3 separate regions of the Mus musculus genome follow, and all the other regions are linked to region 1. A link is a contact called in public promoter capture Hi-C data. All regions are on one chromosome and are shown on one strand. The core of a region is the stretch at or near the end of the contact, and the rest is flanking DNA. Distances in the headings are between cores, read along the strand shown. Region 1 holds the start of Polr3c (polymerase (RNA) III (DNA directed) polypeptide C). Region 2 holds the start of Sec22b (SEC22 homolog B, vesicle trafficking protein). Region 3 holds the start of Golph3l (golgi phosphoprotein 3-like).

Evidence for each region. Promoter capture Hi-C pulls out the DNA fragments that hold promoters and counts their contacts.
Region 2: a promoter capture Hi-C map of liver shows a contact between it and region 1, with 2.1 times the contacts expected there. The contact joins the promoter of Sec22b here to the promoter of Polr3c in region 1. A contact is called at or near these places in 5 of 39 promoter capture datasets (3T3-L1-derived adipocytes, hematopoietic stem and progenitor cells, hippocampal neurons and 2 more).
Region 3: a contact with region 1 is called in a promoter capture Hi-C map of pre-B cells. The contact joins the promoter of Golph3l here to the promoter of Polr3c in region 1.

The regions. Positions count from the first base shown.
Region 1 is chr3:96,726,008-96,729,044 of GRCm38.p6, forward strand. Polr3c (polymerase (RNA) III (DNA directed) polypeptide C) reads right to left here and starts at 1,432. Exons shown (of 15, transcript NM_028925.1): 1 at 1,342-1,432. It overlaps Rnf115 (ring finger protein 115), which reads left to right and starts at 1,604. Exons shown (of 9, transcript NM_026406.3): 1 at 1,604-1,903. The coding sequence starts at 1,802.
Region 2 is chr3:97,899,580-97,902,616 of GRCm38.p6, forward strand. Sec22b (SEC22 homolog B, vesicle trafficking protein) reads left to right here and starts at 1,648. Exons shown (of 5, transcript NM_011342.4): 1 at 1,648-1,841. The coding sequence starts at 1,767.
Region 3 is chr3:95,587,384-95,590,420 of GRCm38.p6, forward strand. It overlaps Golph3l (golgi phosphoprotein 3-like), which reads left to right and starts at 1,551. Exons shown (of 5, transcript NM_146133.3): 1 at 1,551-1,751. The coding sequence starts at 1,584. Hormad1 (HORMA domain containing 1) reads left to right here. Exons shown (of 15, transcript NM_001289532.1): 15 at 1-477. The coding sequence ends at 75. Gm40097 (a long non-coding RNA gene) reads right to left here and starts at 1,434. Exons shown (of 3, transcript XR_867468.2): 1 at 1,262-1,434; 2 at 1-33.

The sequences.
Region 1 (3,037 bases), core at 182-2,681:
GAACAACAATATAAATTCACATATTTTTTTTCTAGAGGGCAACTTGACAATATAAATCAAACCCTCTATATATTAAGGCATATATTTGCCTTAATATTTATAAGTTGAGATCCTTTGTTCCAAGGATGTAGTAAAAACCATGCCATGAGTTCTCTTCACAATACTGGCATTGACATAAATAATCTAGCATCTATCAATAAATTATAGTATAACCTTAAGAGAGTATACTATGCCAACATTTAAAATGACTTCATACAATATAACTACCATAAAATATTCCTAATGTGTTGTCATTTAGTAATTGCAATGGTCAGATATGATGGTGTACACTGCCTGTAATTCTTGCACACAGGAGACCAAAGTCAAAGAATCAATAGTTCCAGGTCAACCTGGGCACAAAGTGAGTTCAAAGCCAGCCTGTGTTATACAGCAAGACTCTGGTGGGTAATACACCCACCACCCACCAAAACAAAGAACTAGAAAACTAGACATCAAATTTGTTTTCTAAAGCCAGGTATGGTGGTGCAAGCCTACAATTTCAGCACTTAGGAGGTGGAAGTATGAGGGTCAGGAGCTCATGGTTACATATTGAGTTCAAAACCAGGTTGGCTACATGAGATCCTATTAAAATTAAAAAAAAAAAAAAAAAAAAGGCAAGCCATCCTCCCCTATATATGCCATTTATTTTAATGGGAATATATGTGGTTTGTGGTTCCAATAATCTTTAAAGACTGGATTCATCTCGGTATGGTGGCTAACATCTGTATTTCCAGCACTAAAGCTAGAAGACTGTCATAAACTGAAGGCCAGCCTGGGCTACATAATAAATACCAAGCAAATCTGGTCCAGAGTGAGACCTTTAAAAGCAAAGGGGGAGGGAAAGTGCGAATAACTTTCTGTCACAGATACAAAGACCTAAGGCTCATGACCCAGTGGGGTACAACTTATTCCCAAGCCATAAACCACGACTTAGATAGATAAAGTAAAAAAAGAGCTTCTTAGGGTATTTCAATTAGGAGATGAAGTTATGTTCCATTGAGAACCATATTAAATTTTTACATCATGAGACACAAGCAGGAATGGGTGTAGTTGATTTTGAAATTACCTCCCTATCACAAGCTCCAACTCTCTCGAACCTAAATTTTTGTCCCTCTTGCCACAGTGTCGCAGAGAAGACTATTTCACTTAGCCACACACACGTCTTTGGAGAAACATCCTTAGACCAGTTGCCATCCTTGAATGCATTTCCTGGCTCCTCTCCCTTCATGCAAGTTTCTGTTCCGGACTTTGTTTCTTGGCCCTGAGTCAGGGCCTCCTCATTCCGGCAGCGTTTTCACTAACCTCAGGGTCGGGGCTAATTTAGAAGCTCCAAATGTTGTCCTCCCGAGGCCAGCAGCCTCAGCTCATGAGCTTCCCATCGCCCCTTCTTAGAAGTAGAGCACCATCCAGGCGGACGCGGAAGGGTCAGAGCACGGGCCGCTCTAGCCGACAGTGTCGGTGGTTTCCGGGGACGCTCTTTCTCTCCTCTCGTTGGGAGGCTGGAGGACCGGCCAGGGGCTGTCTGAGGTGCCGGCGGGCGGGCTCTCCTCTGCCTTTGGTGCCGGGAGGCGGGCCTCGGGTCGCGTGGCCGCTGGCGGGCGGGCCTCTCGGGGCCGGGCGGACTCACGTGACCCTTGCGGGCCTCGGAGCGGCGGGCCGCCCAGAGGAGGCGGCGACGGCGGTGGCGACCGCAGCACGGGAGGTAGCGGCCTGGGGAGGGACCGCCGGCCGCCCTTTCGGACATCCTCGGCGGAGGCGAAACATGGCGGAGGCCTCGGCGGCGGGGGCGGACGCGGGCTCCGCTGTCGCCGCACACCGTTTCTTCTGCCACTTTTGTAAGGGCGAGGTCAATCCCAAACTACCGGTAAGAGCCCCGTGTGTCCCGCGCTCCGGCGCCGCGTAGGTCCTTGGCTCCTAGGGCTGGAAACCGGGTCTTAGGCTGCCCGCACACCCGTGATTCCCTTGACACCGGTGTTCTCGGTACCTGCTGCCCGCTGTCTCCGGGCACTGGTCGCAAACCCTGGGCATCAGGGCCAGGGTCCTGCCTATCCCTCATTTCCGCGGCGTCTCCAATCAGCCCCTCATTTCGCTTCCGCTCTTTAATACCACCCCCATCTTTTTTTGTCTCCTCGGTGAATTCTCGGGCAAATCTGCGTCCAATTTGCTCTCAGTCCCCTTCCTTGTCTTTTCGCGATGACCTATCCCCTGTACTCTTTCCGTTTTTGCGGCTCACCTACTCTTTATTTTTCTTCCCACTTCTCAACCAGATCCTCCCCCCTTCTGCATCCTCAGTGAGCCGAAATAGCATATTGCTGAGGACTTCTTAGTAGGTTTTGTTGAAGTACAGAAAGAGGAGGTTTGGAAGGTAACAGGGAAGAGGGAGATTTTGTTCTTCAGTGGTTTTTGGGTTCTTGTGAAAGTGAAAATAGCAGTGTACCAATGACTTGCAGACTGCGCTCCCTGTTGCTATCGAAGGAAATGGCTTTGGGAAGAAGGTAGGACGTACTGTCTCAACTTATTTTGGATATCACGTTGCCAGTGTCTTTAGCTCCACTTTCCTAGCCCACCCCCTCCATTTTTTTTTTTTTTCTGCCCAGGAAAACAAAAAAAGAACAGAATGTTGGGACTGCTTTCTCTGATATAAAATTGGCTCTGCCAGGCTGTCAGCCAATAGAGAGGTAGGGCTATGCTTTAAGAAAAGGTTTCTGCAGCATGCTAGCCAGTGCCAGCGCCCCCAATTATAATAAGCCTTTTTCTTGTTCGGTGGCGACATTTCTTAAAACGAGTGGCTATGTCATAATTTATTTTATAATCACAGTATCTTGAATACATGGTGTCTTTCTGTTTTTTGTTTGCTTTTTGCACCAAAGTCTCACCATGTTGTCCTGGCTGTCCTGGAACTTGCTTATTCGGATCAGGCTGGCCTAGAGCTCACAGAGGTCTGTCTGCTTCTGCCTTCCTAGGGTTGGGATTAAAAGTGTGCACCGCCATTCCTGGC
Region 2 (3,037 bases), core at 398-2,897, 1.2 Mb after region 1:
ATTATTCTATCGGATCAAGGACAATCATTTGAGATCATGGTAGAAGACATATCTTTGTTGAGTGGAAGAAAGAAGTTAAAGATCGTGGTATCTGTAGACTATTCTAAATGTATTATGATTCTACCAAATAAGGCATTATACACTCCAAAATTGATTTCCACTCCACATTGGCTCAGGTTGCCAAATGACAGGTGTGAGCTGTGGCAAGCAAGGGAGGATGTGATTGTAAATACAAGGCCAGCATAGGTGAGTTCTAGGCCAACCAGAGCTGCATAGCAAGACACTGTCTGGAGGGGGGAATTATATATGAAAGAGGAGAGATAATATGAGAGAATGCTTATTAATCAGTAGCTAGAGCTGAACTTGAGCTCAAAGCCTGTTTACATCACTTCTAACTACATGACCTGCTTGGAAAAATCTTTGCAGTCTTCCCCAAGTATAAAGTGAGAGCCTTCAGCTAACAAATTTCACAGAGTTGTTTAGTTAAATGTTCAGATAATCATAAGACACTAAGTATTTAGCAAAGAATAGTTATTACTAATGTAATAAGTATATTTGTATAATTCCTTTCTTTCTTTCTTCCTTTCTTTCTCTCTCTCTCTCTCTCTCTCTCTCTCTCTCTCTCTCTCTCTCCCTCCCTCCCTCCCTCCCTTCCTTCCTTCCTTCCTTTTCTAAGTTTACAAAACCCCTGTACCTCCACGTTCTTCTCATTTAATATTTACAAAAACCCTCTTGAGGCCAAGAATATCCCTATCTCATTGATGAGGACACCAAAGAAGAGAGAGATGAGAACTCTTCCTTAACGGTGATTATCTAGAGGTTGCTTCAAAAGCAAGTGAAAACCAAATTACTGGAAAGCCTGGTAAGATTCCCCTTTCTATACCATGATAGAGGCAGCCAAGAACCTAGATTTGGGGAGGCTAATGATGTATGTGATCCCCCTGTACTTCTTCATTTATTAATATATGCATATATATACATATATATATGAATAAATATATATAATACTAAATATTGCTGATCTCTTTTTAAAAGTTTCATGTGTGGGGGTGGCTTACTTCCGCTCCTGCCTGTGCAGCACGTGCATGGAAAGGTTGGAGAGGCCAGAAGAAGGTGTCAGATTCCCCTGGAACTGGAGTTACTGATGGTTGTAAACCAGCATGCGGGTGCTGAGTTGAACTCCGGTCCTCTGAAAGAACAGCCAGAGTTCTTGATCCCTGGGGCGGTCTCTCCAGCTCCTATTTGCCAATCTCTTACCACAAACTGTTTAAGAACTTTGTGACAGTATAAACACCCAGGCCAGAAAAACCCTCAAGAAACGAATCTCTGCTGAGACATACACAGATTATAAAATATTATACATAAAATGCTCTGTAAAAAAAATCTGAAAATACATAGCTTTACAGTTGCTTCATACTCCATTCGTCTAAAAAGTTCGCTCTCAGTCACCTTTCAAGCCCTACTAAGCTTGAGCGCCACTCCTCTTGCAGAGACACCACTTAGTGGAAACAAAAATTCACAAATGTGGGCGGGACTTGGTCGGAGGAATGACTGCGGAACTAAAGTTCCCGGTGGTTGTGGTTCTCGGTGGGAAGCCAATTGAAAGGACCGGTAGTGGAAAGCTCTGAAGTCGTTTCCGGCCACCTCAGCGGGAAGCGGAGACGCCAGCGGCTAGCTGTTGGGGACCTCAGCCGGAGGTGTAACTGGCCGCCGCCGGAGAAGAAGGGACAGTGACTGAGGCGGCCTGGTCTCCGTAGCCAGGGAAGATGGTGCTGCTGACGATGATCGCCCGTGTGGCGGACGGCCTTCCGCTGGCCGCCTCGATGCAGGAGGACGAGCAGGTAAGCTGCTGCCGGAGCCCCGAGCTCGCCCTGCTCCCGGCTAGTGAGACCCTAGCGACCTCACAGACTCCTTCCCCCTCTTCTCGAGAGCTCTTTTACCGTTTGCTCGTGAAAAGACTACCTGTGAGAAGAAATCCTTGTGGAAGGAGTTAGAGTTATGGTGGTAACTGTTCCTCTCTACACAGAAGCCCCGGAGAAAGCTTATCCAGGTTTAATTTGATCACCCAGTTTGTGATGACTTTTTAGGGACCTTCTTAGAATTTAGGACTTTTCTTTTGGGCTGCTGTTAAGGCTGCTGACTAATATATCTGGGGAAGACCAACCCTTGGTTTCTTCACCTCGCTTTCCTGTAGCTCTTGATCCTTGACCTAGCTCGATGACATATTTTGATAGAGGATGAGGTAATATTGCCACTTACAAAGTTGTCAAGGTTCAGTAAAGTGCCTACTTTCACGGCTATGCCTGATTTTCTCCTGCTCTCATAAAGTATATTATTCAGATGAGCCCAAGAATATGATCCGGACAAAGGAGATTGGGGGCTGGGAGTCTTAGAGAACACTTCCTTTGAAAAATATTTTCCCCGTGAGGGGTATCAGTGGGGTAGAGATGGGCAGAATCTGATCAGTTGCACTGAAGTCTAATGGAGGAGAGGGACCAAAGTGGGTCTGAAATGCTACTCAATATCAGTGGGCCCCTACTCTCTGCTTTGAAATTTTTCTGAAAAAAATTCATGGATTCTTTCTTAATTTTAAACTTGGTATTTATTTGATATTGGTCTGCCAATATTGGTTTGTTTCATTGATGAGAAGTTCTCCACAGAAGTGTTTTGTTTTGTTTTTCTGGTTGTGATTTATCATTTCCCTTTATTAATTTTGATTTTAAATAATAAGCCTTTCTGAACCTTCAATGTCTGCAGAAGCATCGGTCTCAGACTCTTGTTTTACCATCATGATAGTAGACAGAACGTCACACACAGCCTCATATAGAACAGCACTGTCCTGAGAGTGCTAGGGGTGCTATTTCTCTGGCCCTCCTCATACCACCCATGTCAGAGTGTGTGCTCTTATTGCCCTTCACAGGGGCTCTTAGGCTTAAAGTCACACTGCTAACAAGTAGGGTAATGGAATGTGCCCAGGGTTGTTGGTGGTGCTGGTGCTGGTATGGTGCTTTGCTTTGCTTTGGGGGTTGGTCTGTTT
Region 3 (3,037 bases), core at 301-2,800, 1.1 Mb before region 1:
CTTCACGTCTTGGAATCTAGTCAAGAGTCAGTGCTGAAGAAAAGGAGAGTTAGTGAACCAAAGGAACATACCTAAAAATTATTTTTCTTATGCAAATTTGCAGTTCTCAACATTTAAACTAATATGCTGTATTATTTGAAGGTGTGCCTTCTGTACCTCTGAAAATTATTTTGTAGTTCATAGTTATTAAACTAATAAAAGTTTTAGCTATTATATTGTGTTTACCTGAGATAAATCCAAGGGAACTTTTGACTAAACAAAAATACAAATGTCATTGATTCTGCTCATATCCACTGAATACAACCTGCCTTCTATTTTAAAGAAAGCTTTTTTTTTAAATGTGTTAAGTTTTAAGGCCCTCTAAAACCATTTTTGAAGTGTTTATTCTGACTTTAAAATTCTGTAAGGATACACTTTTTACTTATGTTAAAACTGTACCATTTACTTGGTGCTATTAAAACAATGTTTGCTATTTTGATATAGTGTGTTATTAACAACTTTTTTTTTTTAATATTTATTTATTTATTATATGTAAGTACACTGTAGCTGTCTTCAGACACACCAGAAGAGGGCATCAGATTTCATTACAGATGGTTATGAGCCACCATGTGGTTGCTGGGATTTGAACTCATGACCTTTGGAAGAGCAGTCGGCACTCTTAACCGCTGAGCCATCTCACCAGCCCTATTAACAACTTTTAAATATGTATTTAGAGCAAAAATGATAAAAGCAATGGCCAATAAAAAAAAGACCGGCATCTTAATACCATGACTAAGATGCTCAGTGTGCAGGGTCTTTCAGGGCTTCTAGTTATTTAATTAACAGAAAGTGTTCAGCTATTAATTTTGAGAGAATTTAAGTAAGTATATCTTTCGCGAGGTGGACACATTTTAGAACTTTTGAGTGGTAGTGTGAACAATTGTTTTGCTGAGAGACCTGGAACCTAGCCCCACCCAAGCTATTTGCTTCCTTTGCTTCAGAAAAGGAAGACCTAAAAACTTGATCTGTTTCCGTCTTGTAATTTTAGCAGCCATATTCCAAACTGTACAGTAGCTACAGGATTATCAAAGTGGGATAACATCCCTCTAGAGCTGTTATGTGTGTAATAGTACCCATGCTGTTCAGTATAAACAGCACAAACCGAGTCAGATTACGTTTTTCTAGAGGCAAAGTTAAGCTCAGAGTTTACTCTTAGCCTTATTGCTTGGATGCCAACATTTCTTAACCAGCAGTGCCAATACAGACAGCTACAGAAAAACACCTGCTACACTGAAATTGGCCAACAGAATCCTTTCGTGATTGGCAGCACTGTGCTATCTCACAGAATACTTTGATTGGGTAATTTCATCGGGGTGGGATGCAGCCTTTTCCTCGCAGCCACCGAGGTTCCTTCATTGGACAGACCAGCTGTCAGGTTGAACCCAAACCTGCCTCCTTTTGGTGATGTTTGTCTGGATCGCAACACAATAGCCCGGAGGACCTCCCCTCGTAAGCTCCGATTGGCTAGAGTCAAACTTGGGGGTTTCTGATTGGCCCAATGAAGAAACACCAAGGTAGGTTGCCTAGTGATCCTGAGGAAGCTGATGTGTTATTCCCTCTCTGCAACGAAGGATCAGGAAGTTTGTACTCTCTGTGTGGCTGAGAAGTTTTTCACCTACTGGAACCCGCCTAGGGTACGGGAAACAGGTGCCCTCCAAAACGAGAGCGCGAACTGCAGCCTACGTCCCACTGCAGCTCAGGAGCAACGTCAGGTGAGCAAATATAACACTTCTTAACATCCAACAGAGCTGGTCAGTATTTTACTTTAGAGAGAAAGGGTGGTTTTTACTTATTTGTTGTTGCTCATCATGTTTTCAAGTAGGGTATTTTAACTAATAAGTGGCCACAGGGAAATGATGAATTCCTCAAAGAAAATTGCCCCCATTCTCCCCGGGGTGTTAAAGTTTCTTGGATTGGGTTTGGAAATAATGCCAAATGGAATTGGCACCCTAAGGCATTGTTCTGTGTTCTGTTCCTTCACTCTTCTTACTTCCCCTGAAAATTATATTTGAAATATACGCTTGTATGAAGAATTGTTTGTAAGACTCTTGGTGTGTATTTCTGGTGCTGTTTAATGAGTATATATTTATTTGAGCAGTTAAAACGTTAAAGATATTGTGCTAGTTGCTATGGAGAATATAAAAATTAAAAGATGACAATATTTCAGCCCTGGAGAAGTTTAATGTAACAGACAGCCATAACAAAAGAGGGACTATAATAAACATTTTAAAGGGCTTAAGTATAAATTTCTGTTTACATACAACTGAAGAAAAATCCATTTCTAAGTGTTTAATATATGCATAGTGGAGAGATAGAATTCACCTTAAGGCCTCACTTGTCTTTAGTAGGCCTTCAAAGACTGGACAGACAGTATTTAGGGAGGAAAGGAAAAGGAAGAAAACTCCAAGATCACAAGGATCAGAGGCAGAAAGAAAGCAAGATAAAATTGTTGAACTAGGCACAACCATAGCACATTTTAAATATTATTCTTTTGACCTCAAAGATATATAATTGCTGATAGTTTTTGACTTGCTTTTAATCATAAAAATTGACATTTATACCAGGCAGTGGTGACACACCTCTAATTCCAGCACTTGGGGAGCAGAGGCAGGTGGATCTCTAAGTTCAAGGCCAGCCTGGTCTACATAATGAATTCCAAGATAGCTAGGACATTTACACAGAGCAACCCTGTTTTGTTTCGTTCTAAACAAACGAAAAATAAAATACATTTACATTTGTATGAACTGTGCTAACTTTAAGCTTTATCACAGATGACTTAGACAAGTGTAATGCTTAGTATAAAAGGGTGTGTGCTCAGATTTTTTTTCCCCCATTTATGGGAATGGTACTTAGGACCTTATATATGCTAAATAACACTATGCTGTAACTGTAACACTGAGCCATATTCTAGCCCCTTTTTCTTTTTCTTTTTTGAATGAATTCTTTCTTTAAAAAGACTTATTTTAGTTCTTGCCCTCTTGGTCTCTTGCTCCTCCCT